Linked DNA regions of Danio rerio: region 2 is linked to region 1. The links are chromatin contacts, called in public Hi-C maps. All regions are on one chromosome and are shown on one strand. Each heading gives the region's core, a stretch centred on a gene start, on an enhancer-like site or on the middle of the called end of the contact. The rest is flanking DNA. Distances are from core to core; before and after follow the strand shown.

Region 1 (3,176 bases), core at 473-2,972:
TCATTTAAATTTTGTTTTATTTTTTATTTTTTGTATTATATTTGTTGATTCATTTATAATGAACAAAAGTACTCTTGAGATTATAATCCCCTGCTTGTTTGTTTTTGATTACATTTTTAAATATTTAGTTTCTTATTTATCCATCTAAACACATGCCCATCCATCTTTTTTGTTCCATCCATCCACCTATCCATCCATCCATTCATCTGTCCATCCATCCATCCATCCATCCATCCATCCATCCATCCATCCATCCATCCATCCATCATCCATCCATCCATCCACCCTTACATCCATCCATCCATCCATTCATCCTAAGCTCCATCCATCATCTTTCTCTCCATTTATCCATCCTTCTATCTATCTATCCATTATTTTTTCTCCATCCATCCATCAATATTTTTCCATAAGTCCATCTATAATTCCATCAATCTATCCATCCATGCATCCGCCCATTCATCCACCTATTCATCCATCCATTTTTTCTTACATCCACCCTTTTTTTCACCCACCTATCCATCCTTCCATCCATCCATCCATCCATCCTTCCATCCATCCATCCATCCATCCATCCATTCATCCATCCATCCAACCATCCGTTCATCCTTTGCTCAATCCATCCATCCATCCATTATTCTTTTGTTTCATCACCCATCACTCTTTCAATCCATCCATCCATCCACTCATTCATCCACCTATTCATTCATCCGTTTTTTCTTTTATCAACCCATAATTTTTTTATTTCACCCATCCATCCATCTATCCTTTGCTCCATCCATCTATTATCTTTTCCTCCATACATACATCCATCTATCCATCCTTGCATCTACCCATTCATCCACCTATTCATCCATTCATCTTTTCTTACATCCACCCTTCATTCTTTTATTTCACCCAGTTTACTTACTTTCATTTTTTTTCAATGTTTGAAATGTCTCTTTTTTGGTAAACTGTTTCTTTAAGTTAACAAATAGGATGCCAAAATGTATGTTAGGCACTTGGATTCACTCTTACACTCCACCCAGCCATAAGAAAACACTAGCAAGAGTGACCTCGAATAATGCTTCGCGTTAGTGAGGTTGGTGGATGAAAGCAGACAGTCAGCAGGCGTCCTTGAATGGAGCAGACGAGTGTGTTACAACAGCTGCACCAGTCTTGTTTGAATTCATTTCAGGACGAAAACATACAGAGCGACTTATGACCCAGCGAGCTTTATCAGCAGTCAACAAGTGTTTTTCACCCTCAAAATCAATGAGCTCTCACTGTGTGCCTTTGAACATTTTTTTTACCCAAGTGAAGAGGTTAGATACTTGGAAATCAGAATCAGACATGGCTTTTTTTGGCTTATAGTATGAACTAGACATCCTGCATCAACATTATGCCATTAAGGAGAGTCATTAAAATGGCAAACGTAGTCACTGTCTATGACTTTTCATCATTTTAAAAATTTTTATTATCCTTGATTCCATTTAAACACGTACCTACTGTTTTCCGTCATAAGATGAAACTCATTTGGAAGCCATGAGATGGTCAGGAAATGAGTATGACCAAAAAAAGCCCAGCTGACCTAATCTCTGTTGTTTTTGCCAACCGTGAAGGCAGCGGTTCTTCCAAATGTTTTGTCAGAAAGAAGAATTTATTGCATCTTATCTGGAGGGCTGCTTTTGTGCGTACTTCCTAGTGATTGTAATTTCCTTTGGCCCACGTCCCAGCTGTGATTCTCTACGGGCAAAACTGAAAGAAAGGCACACGATGATGACGATGTGAGATTAGTGAGTGGCACCTCTCTTTAATAATAACTCCTGACTATTGTATGTCGGATGTCAAGCATTAGGGGTTCCTGAATCACCAACGCTCTTGTTAATTAAAACCTAGGCTGCGAAATAATAGACGAGGATTCCCACACTGTTTCCATCATGACCCAGGGCTTTTCCCTGCAGAGCCATGTTTTGCTGTGCCAGCAGTTGAGTTTTGATTATTGTGGTGTTAAAAGCTGTTGGTATTTGTTTTAAAGTATATAATTTATAATTTAAAATATTCTATAAATGTCTAAATAGTGTAAATAAATTTTTATTCTAGTTTTCTTTTAGTTTATTTTGATTTAAATTTAGCTACATGACACTTTTACCTAGAATAACTCTAAAATATATACACTTTCTAATTTTTCTCAGAATTGTTGACAACAACAGTTGCATCATTTCCCCTACATTTTGCAATAGATTGTGATATTGATAGTTCTTGCGATATTTTTCTTAACACTCTTTCTGTGTCCTAATTCGCATACTTATTGTCACAGAGGAGATGCTGACAACAGAGTGCGGATCCAAATGCAGGATTTATTTTAAAGAGAATGGTCAGGCAGGCAGTGATCACAATCAGGAGCAAACAGATGTTTACAGGGAATCCCGAGTCATGGTCAAATAACAGGCGAATGGTCAGTACAGGCAGGCAGCAGACAACATAAACAAACAAACAAGGCAATGAAAACGCGTCGTAATGTTAACTTGACAGATAAACAACACTCAGCCAAGTCTGTGTGTTTGTGTGCTGTATAAATAGTCCAACTAATCAGTCTTTGAGCAGCTTTAGCTGCGTGAGTGTAATCAAACGGGATCAGGAACCTGTGTGTGTGTGTGTGGTGCGTGACTGGAACTTGTAGTTCTTGAAATGACGGATTTGTAGTTCATTAGCGATCTGTGTGTATAGCAGCTATCTGCACAGGCTGGATCGCTGGTGACGGTGACACTTCTAGATATTTGTTAATAGTCATTCAAGCAACTTTACCGAACCATCTCTACTTATACACCTTCCTTTCTTCATGTGTTCAATACTTTTTCCCTGTGTCATTCTATGTTATTACACAAAACTTGATTTGTAATCTAATTAGTTTAGTTTAGCACCTTTAAAGATATATTTTCTAAGAAAAATGGTGACATGTCCTTTTTTCTTATTGAATTTTCAGTTCTTTAGCCAATAGCATAACATCACCTACTGTGGAGTTGTGCAACCCAAATAGATGGATGGATGGATAGATAAAAACTGTGACCGTGGAGAGTAAACAACATTTATTCATTCATTTTCCTTCGGCTTAGTCCCTTATTTCCTTATTTATCAGGGGTCACCACAGCGGAATGAACCACCGACTATTCCAGCAAATGTTTTACGCAGTGGATGCT
Region 2 (3,176 bases), core at 205-2,704, 38 kb before region 1:
CTGCCTTGTATCAATGGTTCTGGCTGGTGGTGTTGGTGGTGTTATGGTGTGGGGGATATTTTTCTGGCACACTTTGGGCCCATTAGTATTTATTGCGTGTTGTGTCAATGCAACAGCCTACCTGAGTATTGTTGCTGACCATGTCCATCCCTTTACGATCACAATGTGCCCATCTTCTGATGGCTACTTCCAGCAGGATAATGTACCATTTCTAAAGCACAAATAATCTCATACTGGTTTTTAAAAATAACAATGAGTTCACTGTATACAAATGGCCTCCACAGTCACCAGATCTCAATCCAATATAGCACCTTTGGGATGTGGTGGAATGGGAGATTCACATCATGGATGTGCAGCAAACAAATATGAAAAAAAAAAAACTCTGAAAAATATTTCCTGTACCTTGTTCAATCTATGCCACGAATGATTAAGGCAGTTCTGAAGACAAAAGGGGGTCCACTGCAGTACTAGTAAGCTGTACCTAATAAAGTGGCCGGTGAGTGTAAATGACCTGTTTTTTATTGTAACATGACAAAGCTGAATTTGTACAGTAGTATAATTACCATGTTTAGTTAGAAAGTATTATAATACTGATTTGGTGCTTAAAGTCATTTCTTATTTCTATTAGCAATATTGAAATTAGCTGCTGATTAGTTGTGCGCAAAATCATGAATGTTTGGTGAACGGAAATCGTTAGTAAAATTAATCGTTTTTAATGTCTTTGCTGCCTGATTTGATCAATTCAACGCACACTTTGCTGAATAAAAGTAATTTTTAATTTTTAAAAATTGTGTAATGGTAGTGAATAGTAGAAAAATAAGCTATTTTTATTGTGCAGAATTACTTGACTTTGTTGTAATAATAGCTCGCTCCAGATAGATAGATAGATAGATAGATAGATAGATAGATAGATAGATAGATAGATAGATAGATAGATAGATAGATAGATAGATAGATAGATAGATAGATAGATAGATGAACGGACGGATGGACAGATAGATGGATAGATAGATATTCCTATAAAATCACCACAATCATTCTAAATAGTAAGTTTTTTTTTCCATATAGAGCTTTTTAATTCATCTGGTGAAAATGTTTTCTTATTGCATTATAGCAGAAAAGAAAAAATATGGCAATGTCAGTTTTCTCCAATGTCACACTGCCCAAAAATATTACACGCTCTTACTACGATTCCGAAACATCATTCAAATCTCCTGCCCAGCTATTTTCAAAATAATCACTTAACAGCTATCAAGGGCCACAGAAAAGATGGATTACAGCAACATTTAGCCGGTTTTGCCATATAAAGTTACGCTGAAAGAAAAGAACAGATTCCTCAAAGCAGAGAAGACTCATAAAAGTGACGCGGCTTTGACATTTTCAATGGGAGATTGAGTTCAAGCAGAATTCAGAGGAGACAGCAGAAACATTTCACCGTCTGCTGGAGCGAATCGTGAGCACCTGCTGGTTTTATCTGGCTCCTGCCCACATTCAGCGGCCCTTCCCAGAAACCCACAGAGTAAATATTATGCCGATAACTTTTCTTTCCACTGGGCTGTGTTGATATCTTCAGCTCTCTGAGTTGTGGAGTCGTCAGTTTCTCTCTCTCTGCATGGAGGAGGCTTTATTACACTTGCAAAAACTAAGAATTGTTTTGGGCAGTGAAATATAGAGTCTTTTATAAAATGTCATCATAGATTGTAAATCTTATTTTAAGCTGACTGGTCTTGATTGATCTCAGCAAGTAAATTTGATCACATTTTAAGCTACATTACATTTCAGCTACTATACTCAAAACACTATTCAATGTTCAAACTTATTTAAAATAAGCTGAAACGACACGACTCCTGAGATTTTTCTTGGGACAACTTGTTGTTTTATGTTCGATTCTCTTATCTCTTACATTCTGAAAATGTAGCCCTATATACATTTCTGGAGATCGCAAATTATGTAGACAGAAGTACATATTGCTGCATTTTGTCTTTAAAACGAATGCTACAGGGCGGTATGATGCCGTTCCTTTTCATGCTTACCAGCTCCGTATGGACGGCTTTCCTGCTAATACCAGTTTAACTAGTTAGCTCATCGTGTACATTAGCGGACTTCAGATGCAGATCAAAGTTGACCACGATGACGGGGTTCGAGTCCAGCTAAGAACAGTTCCAGAAATCAGGTAAGACAAAAACAGAAGCCAAAAAATAAAATACACAAGTAAATAACACGATGAGAATGTGGTAAAAATCAGGCGAGGGCTTTAATTTTTCTGGATTGCTTTTTAAAACTGTCGGTTGGATTTAAGGGAAGTGGGTGGGCGGGTCAATCTGTGCTTTTGAAGACCCTTTTGTTAGGGTTTAGGGAAAGAGGAAGGTCAGTCGATCCGTCAATCAGTCAGTCGACAATCAGTTGACAGCGGCCTCTGGTGGATTTATGCAAGAACAGCAGGCCTATTGGCACTCATGAGAGAAATCGGCCTCTTTTCGATTTGCGAAAACAGAAACTGTAAGAAAATATTGCTCCAGAAATGTTTACAGGGGTAAGTTTTCAGAATGAGCCTGGGTTGTACATTTGTCAACACCAATTAACTTAATTAAATTGGTTTGTGTTGTTACAACATCAATGAATTGGGTGGAACCCTGATTTTTTTACAGTGTAGAATAATGTGACAGCTTTAAAGCAGTTTTTCAGATTCAGAATGCTGCTGCTAATCATAATAATAAGAACACACTTAAAAAAAAAAAAAACCTGAAAAATCCATTAAATTAAATGTACCCTAAAAAATCTAAATAAAAGTCTAATGTATAAAGTATTTTTTGTTAATTATTATTATTTATATTAACAGTAATTATACGTTATATTTATACATATATAATTTATGTATTTCTAATATATTATATATTTGATTTTTATGATTATGATATTATAAAATTACATTTAAATTACATATATTCAATAAATGATATTAAATAATAATGACATTATTAAACATACTTTAATATATCTTATAATGTTTCAATGAATATCATTGATTATTATGAATAGGATCATATTAGTATTATGATAATATTGGTGTTGTTTTGACATTATGATGATAATTATAATAATTTTATGTGTTTTAATGTGCTATAGTATTTGCTAGGGAATAAATATGTTTGTTAATTTTAAGAATTCTGTTTTGC

Evidence for each region. Hi-C and Micro-C count contacts between places; a contact is called where the count stands out from the background.
Region 2: a contact with region 1 is called in a Hi-C map of embryo, with 1.5 times the contacts expected there. The contact joins two enhancer-like sites. A contact is called at or near these places in 2 of 18 Hi-C or Micro-C datasets (caudal fin and embryo).

The regions. Positions count from the first base shown.
Region 1 is chr15:36,117,992-36,121,167 of GRCz12tu, reverse strand. The region is part of intron 5 of stard13b (StAR related lipid transfer domain containing 13b); the gene reads left to right. Among named protein-coding and RNA genes, the nearest start is that of nbeab, 41 kb to the right of the region's middle. Within about 2 kb of position 1,722, at least 8 of the 62 cell types and tissues checked have an H3K27ac peak or open chromatin away from gene starts, as enhancers often do.
Region 2 is chr15:36,155,854-36,159,029 of GRCz12tu, reverse strand. The region is part of intron 5 of stard13b (StAR related lipid transfer domain containing 13b); the gene reads left to right. Among named protein-coding and RNA genes, the nearest start is that of nbeab, 79 kb to the right of the region's middle. Within about 2 kb of position 1,454, at least 13 of the 62 cell types and tissues checked have an H3K27ac peak or open chromatin away from gene starts, as enhancers often do.